Linked DNA regions of Mus musculus: region 1 is linked to region 2. A link is a contact called in public HiChIP or PLAC-seq data. All regions are on one chromosome and are shown on one strand. The core of a region is the stretch at or near the end of the contact, and the rest is flanking DNA. Distances in the headings are between cores, read along the strand shown. Region 1 holds the start of C530044C16Rik (RIKEN cDNA C530044C16 gene). Region 2 holds the start of 4921507P07Rik (RIKEN cDNA 4921507P07 gene).

What was found. HiChIP or PLAC-seq counts read pairs in DNA pulled down with a chosen protein or histone mark.
Region 1: a contact with region 2 is called in a FOXA1 HiChIP or PLAC-seq map of pancreatic cancer cells. The contact joins the promoter of C530044C16Rik here to the promoter of 4921507P07Rik in region 2. A contact is called at or near these places in 6 of 39 promoter capture datasets (the 3T3-L1 cell line, 3T3-L1-derived adipocytes, cranial neural crest and 2 more), 1 of 484 Hi-C or Micro-C datasets (cortical neurons) and 1 of 115 datasets of contacts at active chromatin or transcription factors (pancreatic cancer cells).

The regions. Positions count from the first base shown.
Region 1 is chr6:50,774,561-50,777,367 of GRCm38.p6, reverse strand. C530044C16Rik (RIKEN cDNA C530044C16 gene) reads right to left here and starts at 1,253. Exons shown (of 5, transcript NR_045984.1): 1 at 1,219-1,253; 2 at 965-1,099.
Region 2 is chr6:50,595,154-50,598,121 of GRCm38.p6, reverse strand. 4921507P07Rik (RIKEN cDNA 4921507P07 gene) reads left to right here and starts at 1,532. Exons shown (of 10, transcript NM_027564.3): 1 at 1,532-1,679; 2 at 2,169-2,324. The coding sequence starts at 2,191.

The DNA.
Region 1 (2,807 bases), core at 4-2,503, 180 kb before region 2:
TGGAAACACTTGGCCTGACTCTGAGCCTCAAAGCTCCACAATAAAGAAACCCTGATATTTGAAGCTCGACACAAACAACTCCTTTGGCATTTCTCATGAGCTCACCAGCGAGCATTTTCCTCCGTTGCCTTCCTTCCTGGGACATGAATGCATTTGTTTCGGAGAAAAGAGACAAGTATCTTAGAAACCCATCAAAAACATTTGAATGCAGTACCTTGGCCATCTCTGCTCTCGCCGCTCCTCCCCCCACCTCTCTCTTAACCTCTCTGCCTGAGAAGAATTTAAATGGCTTGTTTAGTCACTGCACATTGTGCTTCCTGTGCTCTGTGCTGCATGAAAGGGATTGATTGAAACATTTATAGTAACCGCGTGGGCAGGAGGAACCAGGTTTTCTGCTCAGCATGGAACACTGTTAGATACATAATAAGCAGCCACAATACAGGCGGTAGAGGAGTATCCCGCCATTGTCTCCTCTTCAGGAAAGAATTTTTCGTTAGTATAGACTTGATGTGCATTCCCAACACTCAGTAAGAGAGTGGCAGCTCAGATGTGTGAACACAGATAAAGGATGCTTAAGCCTCCATCCCCGCCCCCCGCCCCCAAGGTAACTAACTGGTCGCAGAAATACTGCTCAAAAAAGTCAGATGATGTTCCTATAGAGTGTTTTTTTCTTAATTCGTGGAATCTCTAGCACGTCACAAAGCAGGAATGGATGAGTTTAAAGGTTTCAGCTGAGCATCACTGAAGTGTCAGGGTCCCCATTGTTAATAATCAACTGGGAACAAGCCCCACCTCACATCTGAAAGCAAGTGCCACATCTGAAAGCAAATGCTCGAATATTCAGCATTTCTAAAGCCCAGGAGAGTTGACAAGCTGGGCATAAATCAGAGTGATTTAAATTCCCGATTCCCTGGCTTTGTTCTAAGGATGCCCCACACACATTTATCCCTAACATCACACTGACCTGGACCAGAGCTGAGGGCCTGAGTGGATTGCAGCAGCTACAGCCCCAAGTATCAGACAGGAATGGCGGTGTCTGCCTCCCTCCAGGCCTCAGAACAACTCCTTCTGAACACTTTGCGACGTTCCATTAAGTCTTCTGAAATGGGCGGAGGGCAGATTTTATTTATCCCGATATTCTAATGGGCCCTTTTCATCTTTGCATGTAACTATCTCTGGATCTTTTCAGCCCTCATTAATTCATCTCTGGATACTCACAATGCTTTCAGCAGCCCCACGATAAGGAACTAATTGAAGAAGGGACACCGAATGGCTTCTGAATGGATAGGGGTTGGTCTCAGCATCTCAAAATGAACTCAGATGGCCCTTGCATCAGAAAGCCAGAGTCACAGGACCCACTGGGCTTCAGCCATCCTGAACCAGAAATCCCTGGGAGATGGTTCCCAGTAGGGAATCTAGGGAAAACCTTCTTAGTGACTGAAAGGAGAGCCCAGGAATCCGCACTGTGTAGTCACAGGGCCAGGCACATGTAGAGACTACTTAACATTCGCAGCGCTGATTTGAATGTGCCATTTGTTATGTGTGTCTCCAGAGAAAAATAACTGTTCACGTTGTCATTTCCCTATGTTTTATAAGTTACATCTCAGTCAGATTTGTCCCTTGCTTGGCAGTGTTCTCCCTTCCAGGAGCTGGTTTGAAGAGCAGCCTGCCTTGCCTCTTGAGAGCTCTATGGAGGGTGCCAGGATGTCATGATGTCACATCATCAGCAGGAGCTGAGGATCGGGACTCAGATCTCCCCTCCCACACGGCCTTGACTTCATCTCCTTCTACACCGATGAGCTTCCTCATAGCTGGAGTTTTGGACACAAATTATTTGTCACATAGGTTCAACCTCCTGGATTCTCTAATGCTGCTGCATCACGGACAGAGGAAGGGAAAGAATTGGTGCATGCTTTTTGGATGGTTCCGAAACCTTTACAGTGGGGCTAGTGAGATGGCTCAGCAGTTAAAAGCACTGGCTGCTCTTCTAGAGGTCATGAGTTCAATTCCCAGCAACCAGCAACCACATGGTGGCTCACAACCATCTATAGGGGAATCTGATGCCCTCTTCAGGCAGGCAGATATGTATGCTATAGAGCACTCATACATTAAATAAATAAAATTAATGAGAGAGAGAGAGAGAGAGAGAGAGAGAGAGAGAGAGAGAGAGAGCGAGCGAGCTAGCTCCAGGGATTGGCTATAAATTCTCTGGGGCCATCCAGGTATGCAAACACTCCTGTCACCTCTCCATGCAAGAAAAGAGTTTCTTTTCTCTAGAAGTTTCCCTAGCAAATTAAGGAAAAGCAGAGTCAATTTCCATCAGAGCATGAAAGCATGGGAAACCTTTAAGCCATGGTACCATCAGCTAACCTTACCTCACTTCTGAGTGCGGCTTGCTTGGCACTGGCCTGGAACCAATCTAGAACCTTGTCATACGCTCCTGTCTGGATTGGTTGCCTAACATATACTCCATCTCTCAGCAAGGAGTCAAGTTGAATTTGTCCCACTTCCAGGTCTGGCTGGAATGTCAGCCTTCCCTAACATCCTTCCAGAACCCTTGCTGGAGAGGTCTGCGAATTCAGAGGGACTTTGGAGACAGGAGGTCTGACTTAATTTTTTCAGTTGTCACTGACAGGCTTAGGTGACCTTGCACAAGCTAGTTACTGTCCCTGAGCCTCAATGTCTTCTTACTGAACGGAGGTGACCATGTCAATTTCATGAACTGTGACAAGATAAAGACATGAAACACATAGAACAGCCTCCTCTTCGAGTCAGGGGAATACAAAAATCTCTCTACCTCCCGCCCC
Region 2 (2,968 bases), core at 283-2,782:
ATAGCATTGGTTCAGACAGTGGGGCAGAGCCGCGCAGCTGGAAAGGGACCTTTGTGATCTGGGAAAAGAAACTTGTGCTATCAGAAGTTGGTGTATTTCTACAAACGTCACAGCTGTCTGGGGACACTTAATTGTCTCTTTTCCATAGTCCCAGAGTGGGCTTTTATCATTTCAAGGATATTAGCCTCTGCTTCCTTCAAGGGCAGGACCCTTCTGCACAGGAGAAATGTTGGTTGTTAATCAAAAGGGGGTGTGCATTTCAGTGATGTGGAGGCTAGACTATGCTGCTTTTCGTCTGTTCCCAAGGCTGGAATTTGCCCCCCTCCCCCCGCCCGAGAGTCATCAGGGGGAGGGAGTGTTAACTGTTCTGGCTCCTCGAAGAGTCAGGAGAGTGTAAGATCTGATATGCAGGTTTCCCTTGTCTCTTAATTGGAAATAATAAATTCAAAAGACCTTTGTAAACCAAGCAGTTTTTAATATTCAATTCTGCAGAAAGCAACATAAGCACTGAGAAAAGCCAAACACTGCTGCTGTACTGATTTGAAGAAAGATGATGGCTTTTCCCCTGATACCATGAAAGTCCAGCTCCCTTCCTGTAGGCCAGGGCTTGCACCCTTCCCAAATTCTTCATCCTGTTGGTTTATGGCAAGAGCTTTATCCATAATTTAGGACTTGAGAGTGTCCCTTTCTCTGATATAGTGTTCAATAGGCTACCAGTAGATCTCCAACTCTTCTGAGCTGTGAGAAGCTGGGTGAACCACCAGCTAGTAGAAAAGATACCTCCTTGCCTTGGGCTTTTCTGTAACTCTGACGAACTTAAGAGCACATCACACTGCAAACTGTAACAATCTGTTTTTTTTTGTTGTTGTTGTTTTTTGTTTTTTTTTTTTTACACAAAGATCTTCTCTCTCTCCTTCCCAGGACCAGAGCTTTTGTTTCCCTCACACCTTGAGAAAGCATGCTCACCCACCCAACTTAGGGCAACTGTAGATCAGATAGTCTGCCAAGCCAGCGCCGCCAGAGGGCGCCTGAGGTCAGCCTATGGCGGGGCGTGAGGCAGCGGAGCCGGAGCGGGGCCTAGGACTGGACTGGTGCCCTCAGGAGGTGGGGCGAGGGAGGGAAGAGGTGGGACTTGGGTAGAAGGGCGGGACCAGGCCTGAAGGAAAAAGGCCCCAGGGACCGCGAAGAGAGGCGGGTGGGCGGGGCCTGAGAAGGGGGCGGGGCGCAGGGGCGGGGCCGAGTCTGTAGTTGAGCGCCTCTGGCACATGCAGGAGTTTAAAGGCGCTAAGACTCCGGGGCCAGGCATGAGGTTGAAGCGGAAACGCGGCGGTTCCACCTTTCCCCTAGCCACAAAGCCCTCTTTCCTCACTTCCGGCTTCTCTTCCAATTCTGGTGGTCTAAGATCCTCTGAAGGGCTCCCCGCCACACGTCGGCCAGCGCCCCACCCTCAGGATGTGTTACCTAGTGCGCGGTCACCGCCGCCGTCACAGGCAGCCTCAACCCCGCCCCGGCCTGCCCGCAGCCCTCTGGCCTTCTTCCCCCGCACCTGCCCGCACGCTCCCGGGGCCCGCAGGTGCGGAAGACCACGAAATTCCACGCCCCGCGGAGAGGAGACCCACCAGATCCCGAGACAAGAAAGGGAGACGCGGTCGGGCAGCGCTCCGGGGCAGATGTGTCAGGTGCGTGCGACCCCTGGCTGCACGGCTTCTAGGGACCGGAGTCCTCCGAAGGGACGGGCTTCTCTCCAGCGCTCTGGGGAACCCAATGTCCCCCATGAGGACAGAGGTGCGCACCACCCAGTTTAACTGCCTGAGAAACAGAATTGCAGAGCCTTGAGAGGAAGGGCTCTTGACCTGTTAATGACGAGTCTCCCTGCTTAGAAAGGCCCCCGCGCTAGAAGTTACCTGATTGTTCTTGAATATTGTTACATTTGAGGTGAGACATGAATTGTTTCACAATGTGTTCATCTTCCACTCTGCAGGTTTGCTTCAGTTTATCTCCACAGGTTTGACAGCATCCACAGACCCTCACAGCCAGTAAGAAAATAAGCCTCTGGTTTTTGTGCATCGATGAGTTGAATTTTGCCAGCAGAAACTGTTTCCTGTCCGGTCTAACCAAGGCAGTTTACAAGTCCAAATTTTCATTTTTATCTATTTACTTATCTCCAGACTAACATTTTAGGCAAGAAGCATGGAGGTAATTCACGGCAGGCCCCACTGCTGCAGGAACCTTGAAGGAGCTGACATTCTGTCAAACACCTTTTACTCTAACGGACTGCACACCCCGTACGAAACAACTATTCGGCCAACTGCTTCACAAGCCAGGTAAAACAAAAGTTAGAAAAACGCAGGAGAAAGATGTCGTTGCATTCGTGACTTTTTCTATAACACACACACACGTGAGCACTCCCATATATCACATGAAGGAGAAGGCAAAGCATGAGTAAACTACATGGTTAATCTGTTAAAACTGGAAAAGGGCTGTAGGCTATAACAAGGGAGGCATATTCTTCCACTGCATTCTACAAGTGTGTGTGTGTGTGTGTGTGTGTGTTTTGCTAGGGACTGAGTCCAGACCATGCCTGCAAGGCAAACACTACCACCAACCTACCTTTCCAGCCCTGTTCTAGAACCCTAGGATGGCCCCTTCCTTCACTTGGAGAGTGTTTTAATAGAGCACTACGGTACTAACAGCCTGCCCACCAACACCTTCTGCCAAGAAAGAATCCCAGAGTTGGTGGCAAACATGATGCTGTGTTTTGTTGTAGACCTTTCGCTCCTCATGACAGCCATGAATAGAGTAGAACTGTTACCCTCTTTCACCTGTGATATATGTAGGGTACAGACACATATTTCGCCAAACTCTGTCTCAGCTACACCCCCAACCCTGTGATTTACTTGATTTTTAGAGGAAGAATAAGGCTCTGTTTCTAAGTACCTTGTGTAGGTGTGTTCTTCTAATTTCACAC